3 separate regions of the Mus musculus genome follow, and regions 2 and 3 are each linked to region 1. The links are chromatin contacts, called in public Hi-C and HiChIP or PLAC-seq maps. All regions are on one chromosome and are shown on one strand. The core of a region is the stretch at or near the end of the contact, and the rest is flanking DNA. Distances in the headings are between cores, read along the strand shown.

Region 1 (4,178 bases), core at 622-3,121:
AAAAAAAAACATTAAAACAAGCAATACCCAACTTTTTTTTAAAAAACAAAACAAAACACCCACAACCAACCAAATAATTGTTTAAGACAGCCTCTGACTCTATAGCCCAGACTAGCCTGAATTCAGGATCCAAACTACTTTGGCCTCCTGTGTACTTGAGATAACAGGCCAATGCCTCAGACACTTGGTTTTCTAATTTTTTGTTGAAAGAGGACAACAAAGTTAAATTCAGGGCCAGAAGACACTCAGAGTAAGAGGAACTTGCCGCCAAGCCTGATGACTTTAACTAGTCTCCTGGACTCAAGTAGTGGAAGAGAACCAATTTCAAGTTGCCCCTCAACTTCCAGACAATCCCCCCACCCCCAATAATTTAAAAACTGAGCTCAGAATAAGGGAGCCCAGCAAATCACGGTGTGGGGCGTTAACTCTAGCTCTTTGGAGGAAGGAGGATCAATGCAGGGACAAAAGTGGCTACTTAGCAAAAATCAATAAAGGCTTCAAGAGCTGCCTGTGAACATTGCAGTACATGGGAGATAACCACTTCCTCACAAAACCAAGCCTCCAAGCACCTAGCATTCCTGTAAGGAACAGTCTTGGTGGGCTTGAATTAAAAAAACTCTATTGCAGCCGGGCGTGGTGGCGTTCGCCTTTAATTCCAGCACTGCAGAGGCAGGCGGATTTCTTAGTTCAAGGCCAGCCTGGTCTAGAGTGAGTTCAAGGACAGTCAGGGCTACACTGAGAAACCGGTCTCGGGCCCCCCCCCCCCCCCTAAAAAAACAAAACAAAAAAAACTCTATTGCATGTGAACCCTTGCTGCAGCCCACTCTTACTGATCAAGCACCTGAGTTCTCATCCTCATTGGCAAAATAGGACCTTATCTGGTTGAGGCACCCAGGCCATTGCACTACCATACCATAGAGAGCTTATCCACCACACCTGGAGAGGGTAGCGCCTCCCAGGGCTAACAAGGCTGTTTTCCCAGAATCTCAGGGAAATAAAACTAGAAACTAGACTGACCCAAATTGTCAGTTTACTGGGGGAAATTAATAATGCCTAAATCCCACCAGGCTTGTACCCAAATGCAGTTGTTATAGTGTGAAACAAGTGTCAGGCTCTTTGAGTTATGTTGGTGGCTCTGAAAAGAGCCGTTGGGTTATTTATAGAAGAAGCCTCCAACTGTTCACTTTTTCTTGGGCGCTGCCTTCTTGGGCTTAGCTGGGGTCTTTGGCTTTGTCACTTTCGCCTTGGAAGCCTTAGGCTTCACTGCCTTCGCCTTGGCAGGGCTTTTGGCTACCTTCTTGGCCTTCACCACCTTCGGCTTCTTGGGGCTCTTGGAAGTCTTCTTGGAAACTGCAGGCTTCTTGGGCTTCTTCGGAGTCTTGACAGTCTTCTTAGCTGCAGCCCCAGCAGTCTTCTTAGGTTTCTTAGCAGCCCCGGATGCTTTCGCCTTCACTGACACCTTGGTGGTGATGGCCTTGGACTCAGCCTTCTTGTTCAGCTTAAAAGAGCCAGCAGCGCCGGTGCCCTTGGTCTGCACCAGTGTGCCTTTATTCACCAGGCTTTTCAGCCCCAGTTTGATGCGGCTGTTGTTCTTCTCCACATCGTATCCCGCCGCAGCCAGCGACTTCTTGAGCGCGGCCAAGGACACGCCACTGCGCTCTTTGGAAGAAGAAACTGCCTGCACGATGAGCTCCGACACCGAAGGTCCCGCGGGCTTCTTCCGAGGAGCGGCAGCTTTTGCCGGCTTCTTGGTCTTCTTTGCAGCAGCAGGTTTCTCCGTGGCAGTAGAAGCAGCCTGAGCGACTGGCGCCGTCTCCGACATGGTTGCTGATGAATAAACAACAGCTATACCCAAGACGAAGAAAAGAAGTAGAAAGACAAGGCCCCTGCACGGAGTATTTATAGAGCAGTGCTGTGCTGTGATTGGTGAATGCTAACGCCCGCCCCCTGGACCCTAAGGCCCCGCCTCCCGTGCGCCTGTCTGCCTGCAAGATTTCAGAAACTAACTCCTTTGCGATTCCACCGACCTAGCTTCGTGTTTTTGCAGGTAGAGGAGGCGGCCTCAAAACTTCTCCGGCTGGCTGCTTGAGGTGGAATTTCAACCACAGCAGATTCTCCTTGTACTCTCCTGTTTTATCATCAGAAAGTGGTAGATGCCTATCAAAAAGGAGCTCAACTAGTGAAAGGTGGCTGTAAATTAGTCAATTAAAACCCAGAAAGCCAGCTTGTGGGCCTTCTCTGCGGGTTTCAGTATTGATTCTTGGCAGTAATGGGAGCAATGTATCGTTACTTTATATTTTAGTTATGCAAGAGGCTTAGTGTTCTTTTAAGGAGTGTCAGCTTGCGACAGTGATTTCATATTGTGAGCCAGTAGTGGCTCAAATAAAAAGAGAAAAGGCAGGACACGACTTTTCCCAGGATATGCAAGTACACAATAGCTCTGGGAAAGTCTTGCCCATTTTTTTTTTTAAAGAATTTAAAAGTGCAATCCTAACATGGTATGACGATTTCTATAGTTTATAGTTAAAAAATTGTTTTCGAACGTATCAGTGATATCTGGCCAAAAATGCGTGAAAGTATTTTGAAAATTCAAGCTCCAAATGCAAGAACTCAAAGCATCCATACAAGTACAGCCATTTAATGAAGAAATGCTCAGAATAACCCGAGTCAGACGTCTGTACTTTTACTCCCATGTTTCTCTCCATTTCTTTACAGTGTGGGTTGCAACAAAATGGAGACTTTCCACGCAAATGAAGAGTTCTAAATCTGCTGTTTTAGTGGCTATTTACGAAAGGCAGTAAACCAATCAAAAGGTAGAATCTGGCCTACTCTCCTTCAATGTAGAAGTCACATTGTTACATTTCAATAATGAAGATAACAAGATTGTTCTCTATTCTTCAATGCCACTAAGTCCAAGCTGCAATGTGTTTGGAAGCAGATGTGCTGTAGAAGATAACAGTCACTGGAATTTTATTCCATTTACTTTAAAACACACACATACAAAAATAAGTACCGCGGCAGACTACCTTAGCCTCAACTGCAGTTCTTAAACATAAACCAATCAGAGTCTTAAACGTCACAGATAACCAGTATTTTCATCCAATCACTATCCTTTGCATACTATAAATAGTAGTTCTGAACTCACCATCTCCAAGTGCTCACCAGCTTGCTTTCTAGTTTTTGCTATGGCTCGTACTAAGCAGACCGCTCGCAAGTCCACCGGCGGCAAGGCCCCGCGCAAGCAGCTAGCCACCAAAGCCGCCCGCAAGAGCGCCCCGGCCACCGGCGGCGTGAAGAAGCCTCACCGCTACCGTCCCGGCACCGTGGCGCTGCGCGAGATCCGGCGCTACCAGAAGTCGACCGAGCTGCTGATCCGCAAGCTGCCGTTCCAGCGCCTGGTGCGCGAGATCGCGCAGGACTTCAAGACCGACCTGCGCTTCCAGAGCTCGGCCGTCATGGCTCTGCAGGAGGCCTGTGAGGCCTACCTTGTGGGTCTGTTTGAGGACACCAACCTGTGCGCCATCCACGCCAAGCGTGTCACCATCATGCCCAAGGACATCCAACTGGCCCGCCGCATCCGCGGGGAGAGGGCGTAATTGTACAGTTCCGTACAGTTCTACGGAATTAACCAAAGGCTCTTTTCAGAGCCACACACGATTTCAAGTAAAATGGCTGTAATTTACTCCATCCTTAAACGAACCTATATATTCCCTAGTGTCTATAACGGTGGATATTCCCCAAAACTTGAGTTTATAACAGCCCAAAGTTGATATCAAGTACAAAATAGGTCAACTGATTGTCTGGTTTTACCCGTGGAATATGCGTAAAGTGTACAGGTCGGATCTCTGACGTGACCTACTCGCAGGCTTTCGGTCCTTATAGGGCTCCGATCCAGAGAGGGGTCTGTGATGTCACTTTTCCCGCCGTCCGGCTTTCGGGGCGGGGCTGATGGGCGAGATATGTGACATCACTTTCCCGCCGGCGCGCTTTCTGGTCGTGACTGAGGGGCGGAATTTGTGAAGTCACTTTCCCGCCGGCGGGCTTTTGCGTCTTTCCCGGCATGGCTGAGAGGAGGGATCAGTGATGTCGCTTTCCCGCCGGCGCGCTTTCGGGTCTTGGCTGAGGGGCGGGGTTTGTGATGTCATTTTCCCGCCGGCGCGCTTTCGGGGCATGGTTGA
Region 2 (4,178 bases), core at 523-3,022, 480 kb before region 1:
GGTTGCCAGGATTACAGGCTTAGTTCTCCATGTCTGGCTGGAAGAAGATGGATTGTAAAGGTCTCAGCAAAGGCTGCCAATTCCTTAGAAACACAAAAGCCCAGGAGTAAAAGCTCCATGTGTTCCTAAGACCGTGTGATATGGAACAGAAAGACAGTTTTGATCGAAGGCCTGCAATAGCTTTCAGCCCCATCTCCACTTCCACCCTGAGAATAGGGCTTCCTTCCTATCTTCCAGAAAGTTCTATGGCTATATTGTGAAGCAGTAAACTACTAGCTACTGACTTTGCTCCCCAATCCTTCCGTACCCAAGGAATGAAGTATGCCCCACCAAAGATGGTTCAGTGATTCTAAGATACGTTAGGGAAGGATGAAGGGGCTTGTGATCTCAGAGGGCTGAGAGTTGTGTTGTGAAAAGCTGTCTGTCTCCAGAGCAGTGATCCTCATCCTTCCTAATTCTGTTATCCCCTTAATACAGTTCCTTATGTTGTAGTGGTCCCCAAGCATAAAATTATTTTAATTGTTACTTATTATGGTATTTTCTACTGTTATGAATCCTAATGAGAATATCTGATATTCAGGATGGTCTTAGGTGACCCCTGTGAAAATATCATTTTGACCCCCACCCCCCAAAGGGGTTGGTTGCAACCCACAGGTTGAGAACCAGTATTCTAGAAGATTGCAGAAGATACTACCCTCCACCCTCATCTTTGCATCCTGGTCTCTGATTCTGTCTTAGTAGGCCCTGACTAGGCAATAAAGTCACTGGAATTATTGGAGTCAGAGTCTATGGCCTGGCATCACTTACATACTAGGCTTAGCCTCAGTCCTCCCTCAATAGGCCAATTAAACAAAACAAGGAAAAGAGAGAGGAAGAATTGTAGGAAGAACAAAGTGGTCCAGTGACCCTTCCCAACCACCTTCATCTTCAGGGGCTTCTGATACATGGTTTATGTTTAAATAGAGAACAAGAGGTATGCATAGCGAGACGGTCAGGTCTCGGCCTGGCTGCTCCCATGACAGACCTGACATTGTTTTAGCTCTTCTGCATGGTGGTCTAACAAGTCCTCAGAACGCCATGAGATCTCTTCCTGGGAGACAAGCTTCTTTCGTGGCTGGCGTCAGGTGTCAGTCTTGTCCTACTCCCAGAATTCCTGGGGAAGTTCCAATTTCTGAGGTCCATTGTTTGATAGCCAACTGAGATAGCCCAAAGGGAGGAGCACTAGGGTCCTTTTGGAATGTCTTCACTCCTGCCAGGATCGTCCATCACACAAAGGAAAGAAAAAACAAAAACATTCAAATCAGATTTTTAGTTACTGAATACATTCTTCCTTTGTTTTGAGACAGAGTCTTGTTAAGTAGCTCAGGTTGGCTTCATATTTGTGGCAATCCTCCTGCCTCAGCCTCCTGAGTGCTTGGAATTATAGATGTATGCCACCAAATCTGGCTCAAATACTTTTAGAATAAGGTATTTTGTCACAGTGAGGGTCAAGTTTCTTCTTTGTTCTGTGCCATCTGCACCTCTGAGCTCTGTGGCCAGACCTCTGGGGCTTTCTGCAGTGTCCTTAGCAGAGAGTGGGCCCCCCTACTTGTAATGATCCTACTGAAATTCTGCTTAGTGTTAGTCCAAGATTGTGTGCCCCCCCCAAGACACAGCCCAGGAGTTGTTCGGAGGTCCAGATGCTGAGGGTGTTTGTGAGTGTTGGGCTGTCTTCCCTTCCCTCTTCTTCCCTTTTCTCCATTAGGAAAAGGGCCAGCATTGCAAACATAATCCATCCATTATGCAGGCAGGCTGAGTTCTGTAAATGTGAACGAGCAAGACTTCCTGAGGGCTCACACCCACCCACGATAAACCAGGAACTTGACTGTTCATTCCCAGTTTGGTTTGTTTTTATTCACATGTGTGGCAAGTCTCTAAAATCGAGAGCACTTGGTTGGAAAAATTCATATTATGGAAGGAAACTCTGTTTTTCTTTTTCTTTTTTAGGATAGGGTGCTTCACTCTGTAGTTCGGGATGGTTTGGGGCTCACATTTGCTATAATCCTCCTGCCTACGCTCCCCCAAATGGTTGAGATTATGTGCCACCCTACCTTTCTTTGGAGACCTAACAGGTTCTTTATTTGCAATTCTGTCACCCCGCCTAGGGGTGATCTTAGGATTGCCCATCCTGCCCCTTCAAGTGGCTTATTTCTTTTTTTTCACTGAGAAGGCATGTGGGCCACATTGCAAGGCCATAAGGTTTGCGTTGCTTGAGGAGACTGCTGGCCCGGCTCTGTAGTGTCCCACCTCTGCCCTGCCTCTGCTTGAAATTTCCTTTGCATGACTCAGTTAAAAAAAAAAAAAAAGAAAAGAAAAAAAAAGAAGACAGAAAAATCTAGGGATCAGAGAGAGCCAGTGAGTGGGAGGGAAGGCAATGTTTTCCCTTCTGAGCTGCAAGGGCCATTGTGTGGGTCTTTAGGGAACTGAGCCAGCTTCTCTAGCTGCTTGAGGCCTGGACCTTGTGAATCCTTCCTCCCTCTTCAGTTGGAGTCCTCCCTCTTCAGTTTGGAGTCCTCCCTCTCCAGTAGGGAGACACTCAGAAGCTCTAGGGTCTCCTGTAATTTTAGCTGGGAATATAAACCAAACAGAATGGAATTTCTTCCTGCTTCATGAGCAAGACTGTGTTCAGGAATGTGGGGACGGTTGAGAGAAACCCAACCAACAGCCATTGCATGAAGGCAGATGGCCACTTATACCCGTGTGTTGGCTAGTGTTATGTCAACTTGATCCAAGCTAGAGTCATCAGAGAGAAGGGAGTCTCAGTTGAGAAAATGTCTCCCTAAGATCAGGCTGCAGCCAAGCCTGTAAGCCATTTTCTTAATTAGCACCTGATGGGGTAGGGCCCAGGCCATTGTGTGTAGTGCCATCTTGGGCTGGTGGTCCTGGGTTCTATAGGAAAGCAGGCTGAGCAAGCATTGAGGAGCAAGCCAGTAAGCAGCACCCCTCCATGGCCTCTGCATCAGCTCCTGCCTCCAAGTTTTGAGTTTCTGTCCTGACTTTCTTCAGTGATTAACAGTGAAGCCAAATAAATATATCTCTTTCCAAGTTGCTTTTGGTCATAGAATTTTATCACAACAATATTAACACTAACTTAGACAACCCAGAAAGAGGAAAAGGCCTCTCTCTGGTCCTTTGGCCCTTCCCTTCTGTGCTCGCCCTGCCCAGGGTTATCTCCCTAGCAGGGTAAACAGGAATCCTGGCTCCTGTCCACAGGACAGGGTCCTCATCGTTTGTTTCCTGCTCAGGATGCTTCTCTTATTATTGCTTTAGCTTTTTGAGACTGAGTCTAAAGTAGCCCAGGTTGGCCTTGAACTCATTGTGGCAGGGCTGACTAGTATCCCATCCCCCATCTTTCCACATCCTGTACCTTCAGCTTCATAGACTCAAATGCCCACTGGCACAAAAAACAAAAAGGAAAACGAGCCCACTCTAGTGGCACACGCCTGTGATCACAGCACGTGGGAGGTGGAGGCAGAAAGATCAAAAGTTCAAGGTCACCCACATCTTGAAACCCTGCCTTAAAGAGCGAACCCAAACAAACCACTACTACTGCCCCTCCCAAGGCCTGGCTGCGGTTTCGGTTATACTCTGTAGATAAATGCCCCAGATCACTTATGAGTTTAGAATGCTTTGACACTTTTAAAGGCTAAATAAATGAATAACTAGCTTGACATGTGAGCAATGCCGTGAAATACTTCTTGCCTTTCCAATTCCTCCTTCGTCTCCCTTATTCCCTCCCAACTTCATGCTCGTTTTTATTATGAATATTGCACACACACCTTCCGAGTCCATTTAGTATTGCTTGTGTGTACATGTATATATAACCTTCACAATCCATTTAGTATTGCTCCTATGTACATGTATGCAGGGCTGAACACTTGAGACTGCATACATAATCTCTGAGGGAGGTAAAAGTGATTGCCCTTCTCTGAGGAGACATTGGTCACCTGTAGCTCTTGCCTGTGGGCGAGACCTTGTGGAATTTCTCCTGTTCCTCTGACTGTCAGTTGGTATTCTCACTGTACAACCATATTGCTGAGATCCTATGGGTGTGTTTCCTGCCCTGTCTAGAGGACATAGTCTCTAGCTAGTAGCAGATGCCACAGTGTTCAGGCTTTAACAATCTTTTGTTCCCTCAT
Region 3 (4,178 bases), core at 706-3,205, 400 kb before region 1:
CTTTCCTTCACCCCTCCCCCTCTTTTTAATTGTTAGATTATAGTGTGGCTTCAGTACTGTCTTGATTGATTATAATGTGATAAGGTACAGCCAGGCACCATTGGGGTTACAAATAGGGTTCTGTTGAGATCCCCAGAAGATCTCAGTGTTTCAGCAGGGAAGAGAGAGAGGCTTTAAGCAGTTGTTAATTGTGTGGGACTCTTGCTTCTTAGCTCGAGAAGCTCCTTTCCCTTTCCTGCCTGGGTGTTGGCTTCAGCAATGTTCTTTGTACATGTGTTTCCTTGTAATGTCCTCCCTTCATGCCAGATGAGCCCTGATGAAATAAGCAACTGCAATGTGTTTAATAAGGGCTTAGGATACCTGTTCTTCAGAGCAGGGTTGGAGTTTCTATGATTCTTTCCCTCCCTCCTTTCCTCCCTCCCTCTTTCCCTCCCCCTTCTCACCTTCTTCCTTTCCTTGCCTTTCCTCATCCCTCCACCCACTCCTAGCTCCGCCCCTCTTTTCTTCCTTCTGCCTCCCGCCCCTTTTCCTTTTTTGTCTCGCTATATAGTTGAGCTGGCATTGAACTTTGAAATCAACATTCTTCTGCCTTAGGCTCCCATGTGCTGCGTTGAGACCCTCCATTTTCTTCAGTACTTATTTATTTGTTTATTAAATTCCTAGGAGTTCAGGTGTAGGCTTATATTTTTCAAAACCATTTTAAATAAGTGTACTTAAATGCTTTAACTTCCCTTCTAGCCCACCACCCACCAGAGGTAGTGGAAAGGAAAGGTTAATAGGGCAAAGGAGGATGTGGACCTGTTTAGAAATAGTTCTTTGGGGTGAATCCAATCTACAAGAAGCTGCCAGAATACCACCAGAAGTTCTTTGGTGCATTTCTCTCTATGAAGTTATGAGAAATGATGACCAACAAAGAGTGCCAAGGTGAACCAATACCACACAGTGCTGTCCACTGTCTGTTGTGAAATATTTATACCCTTTCCAAACGTGTTCTCTCAAGTGCCTGCTCTAACAGAACATCAAGTGCCCTTTTTCCAGGCTGCTTCTAGAAAAACACCACTTAGCTCTTCTCAGCAAAACGTCCTTTCATAGGAGAGTTTACAGAAAAACATGACATGACACAATTGAGTCTTCAAAGAAACCAGAAATTTCCACCTCATTCAAGTGTGCGGATATTACCAATTTAATTTTGGATTTGGATGTATTTTGTTGTTGTTTTTGTTTGTTTTTAAAGATTTATATATTATTTGATGTGTAGTTGATGAGTATATTGTCTTTAGACACACCAGTAAGAGGGCATTGGATCCCATTACAAATGATTGTGAGCTACCATGTGGTTGCTGGAAATTGAACTGAGAACCTCAGGAAGAGCAGTCAGTGCTCTTAACTGCTGAGCCATCTCTCTAGCCCTATTTTTGTTTTCTGTTTTGTTTGTTTGTTTGTTTTGTTTGTTTGTTTGTTTTTCCTTCCTGAGAGCACTTAGTACAGAATAGTATTTTCAGTGTAACATCATGTAGCTGCCCATCTGTAGCTAGGCAGCTTTGGTATAGCATTGGCTACTTAGTCCCTGACATTTCCCTGCCTGTGACCTGCATTCTCCCCTTCAATGGCAGGCACACGTCTCCATAGGGGTGACCTCAAGCTACATACACTCAATCTATCCCCAAAGAACTGTTTATCTTACCCTTTAAAAAAGAAAACCCTGCCCTTATCACGCACAGATTGGCTTTGTTGTTCGTGATCTCATGAAAAGGGAGCCATGGGCTAGTTACCAGGCTCTTGGTGTCATCTAGGTGAGTCTTGGCTGGGCCCTTTGTCTTTCTTTTCGTTTCCCTTGCCTAAATTCAGACCGTGTAGCTTTCTCCTCTGAGGCATCTCTGTAACTGGTCTTATGACCTTGCTTTTCTGTGCAAGCAGCACTCCATACTGATAGCAGTTATCTTTGTATGACTCAAGTGCTATCTGTGTCTTGCAGAACTGTCTGACGGCTCGATTCCTGATAAAGCTGAAACTGTATAGCCCGGCCCAGAAGACTGTTACTTTCCTACATGTTCAGCCTATTTCAGAATAGGACAGAGGCTTGCACTTCCAATCCTTTCCATGAAGGCTTCCTTCCTGACTAGCTCTATTATGCCTGATTATGAAACTCCCTCCGTAGGCTCACATGGACTGTCCAGATTGCTCAGGAGTGAGAGAGTGGATATGTTCTCAGGGAAGTGTTACTTTGAAGAACTGCTGAATAGGAAGTAGCTTGAGGGCCCTGAGGGATTTTAGGGAATGTTTGTCAGTGTTGAAAATGGGTGATATTAAAGCCCATGGCTTGAGCGAGTTCTAGAGAAAAACAGAGCGGGTGACTGAGCAGGGTGTGATCAAGCATACTCTTTAGTGCAGAGAGCTGAATTAAATGTGTGTGTCATGAGAAGGTAAGAGGAGTAGGCTACAGGCCATGCCTGCTCGTGCTGTCTCCTTTACCCTTAAGCTCTTTGGTTGTCACCAGGTTTGTTCCTCAGTCCCTAGTACCTAATATATAGGAGGCACTCTTCCTGACACCCCCAAAACACTGTAGCTCAGACTGGCCACAAGCTTGTGGCAGTCACAGTATTCTGCAGATGGAGGTAGGTGTTTCAAGTTCAAGGCCAGCCTGATACAACAGCAAGACCTGTCTCAACAACAAACAAAAGAACAGCCCGCCAATATATCTGTTTGAAACAAATGAAACTTTAATTTTCAAATCTGAATTTTTGGCTTTACCTAAATATAATATTTTTCTTCATTTTAAAAAATGTTTATTTTCTATATTGACAAGCAAAGTCAGAGCAGCGCAGTGGCTATGTGATATGGTTTTGGCATGCTTCATGATCTTTTCATGAGTGTGATACTTTTAAGGACTGGCTGTTAAGTTTGGTATATTACAGCAGTACTCTTTACTACTAAACAAAATGATTCTGTGAATTTCTCTATGAAGACAAACATTGATAAATCTGGTGAGAAAATGCAGTTACTTTAAAGAAAACAGCTCTAAGAGGAATTTATATGGAAAAGAAAGTATTTTACTTCAGGGTGGTGGTGGCATAGGCTTTTAATCCCAGCCCTTGGGAAGCAGAGGTAGCTGGATCTCTGAGTTGGAGGCCAGCCTGGTCTACAGAGCAAGTTCCAGGACAGCCAGAGCTGCATAGAAGAAACCCTTTCTCAAAAAACAAAAAAACCAAACCCAAAATAACCCTATTCCCCGAAAAAGAATGTGTTTTACCAGTCTGACATTCCCCTCACTTTCCAAAGTAGCAGCAGACAGCATGAGCTTGCTCTGGATGACATCATGAAAACATGGACTGGGCTTGATGAGAGGGCTCAGCAGGTAAAAACACTTGCTGCCAAGCCTGTTGATGTGAGTTCGATCCTGGTTCCATGGTGAAAGGATGAACTAACTGGCTCACATAAATTGTCCCCTAACCCTCTATATCTCATGTGGTACCTACACACAAACACACACATACACACATACCACACACACACACACACACACACACACCTTTCATGCCAAATAAATGTTATAAAAGATGCTTAAATGGTTATTGTTGAAGTCAGTTACTTTTTGGATTCACAGTGGGTTAGAGTTTTAACTCAGTTATTAAAATAATTCAGATATTTCCATGCCAGCAGCTTACCGTGAAACACTCGTGAAGAACTGATATGCTCCCTGGAGTGTTTTGATTTTTGTTTTTGTTTTGCCACACACACAGCAACTTTTGAGTCTCCTGTAAATTAAGTGTGTCCCACCCACCATTGGTTCATTACTCGAGCCAACGAGGAGTCTAGGATGGGAGCGAGGCGCTCAGGAAGGACACCTGCTCTCTCTCGTAGCAAATGCTGTGTCTGGCTTATACTTCTGTTTGTGTGTTTGTGAGCTGGGATGCACATGGCTGCTCTGTGCTGTCATTTAGCTGAAGGCAGAAAACATGTCAACGGGTTTTCCTCTCACACATAGTACACAGGGCTAGAGCAGAAGCAACAGCTCCTACCTTCTGTGAGCTTAGCTCTTTATCTCTTATGGAAATGCATGCACGTATTTTTCGAGACTCTTTTGGCTTCTGACATCTCAGCTAAAAAGGAAGGTGAGAACTGTTGAAAAAGTGAAGCTGCTTGAAAGCCCAGATGGATGCTTGTGCTGAGCCGCTCAT

What was found. A called contact is a pair of places that touch in the nucleus more often than the background predicts. HiChIP or PLAC-seq counts read pairs in DNA pulled down with a chosen protein or histone mark.
Region 2: an H3K27ac HiChIP or PLAC-seq map of extraembryonic endoderm stem cells shows a contact between it and region 1, with 7 times the contacts expected there. The contact joins the enhancer-like site here to the promoter of H1f1 in region 1. A contact is called at or near these places in 3 of 39 promoter capture datasets (cranial neural crest, frontonasal cranial neural crest and second pharyngeal arch cranial neural crest), 5 of 115 datasets of contacts at active chromatin or transcription factors (embryonic basal ganglia, epiblast stem cells, extraembryonic endoderm stem cells and 2 more) and 1 of 9 other capture datasets (adipose tissue).
Region 3: a contact with region 1 is called in a Hi-C map of the G1E-ER4 cell line, with 4 times the contacts expected there. The contact joins the enhancer-like site here to the promoter of H1f1 in region 1. A contact is called at or near these places in 5 of 39 promoter capture datasets (cranial neural crest, erythroid cells, fetal liver and 2 more), 3 of 484 Hi-C or Micro-C datasets (all in the G1E-ER4 cell line), 2 of 115 datasets of contacts at active chromatin or transcription factors (embryonic midbrain and embryonic stem cells) and 1 of 9 other capture datasets (embryonic stem cells).

What each region holds. Positions count from the first base shown.
Region 1 is chr13:23,761,361-23,765,538 of GRCm38.p6, reverse strand. It overlaps H1f1 (H1.1 linker histone, cluster member), which reads right to left and starts at 1,871. Exons shown (of 1, transcript NM_030609.3): 1 at 1,127-1,871. The coding sequence starts at 1,822. The coding sequence ends at 1,181. It overlaps H3c1 (H3 clustered histone 1), which reads left to right and starts at 3,153. Exons shown (of 1, transcript NM_013550.5): 1 at 3,153-3,654. The coding sequence starts at 3,186. The coding sequence ends at 3,596.
Region 2 is chr13:24,245,790-24,249,967 of GRCm38.p6, reverse strand. All of the region lies in intron 2 of Carmil1 (capping protein regulator and myosin 1 linker 1), which reads left to right. Among named protein-coding and RNA genes, the nearest start is that of Carmil1, 33 kb to the left of the region's middle. Within about 2 kb of position 1,772, at least 33 of the 459 cell types and tissues checked have an H3K27ac peak or open chromatin away from gene starts, as enhancers often do. A contact at or near this core is called in extraembryonic endoderm stem cells, where this site is marked.
Region 3 is chr13:24,157,623-24,161,800 of GRCm38.p6, reverse strand. The region is part of intron 5 of Carmil1 (capping protein regulator and myosin 1 linker 1); the gene reads left to right. Among named protein-coding and RNA genes, the nearest start is that of Gm33573, 20 kb to the left of the region's middle. Within about 2 kb of position 1,955, at least 33 of the 459 cell types and tissues checked have an H3K27ac peak or open chromatin away from gene starts, as enhancers often do. A contact at or near this core is called in the G1E-ER4 cell line, erythroid cells and fetal liver, where this site is marked.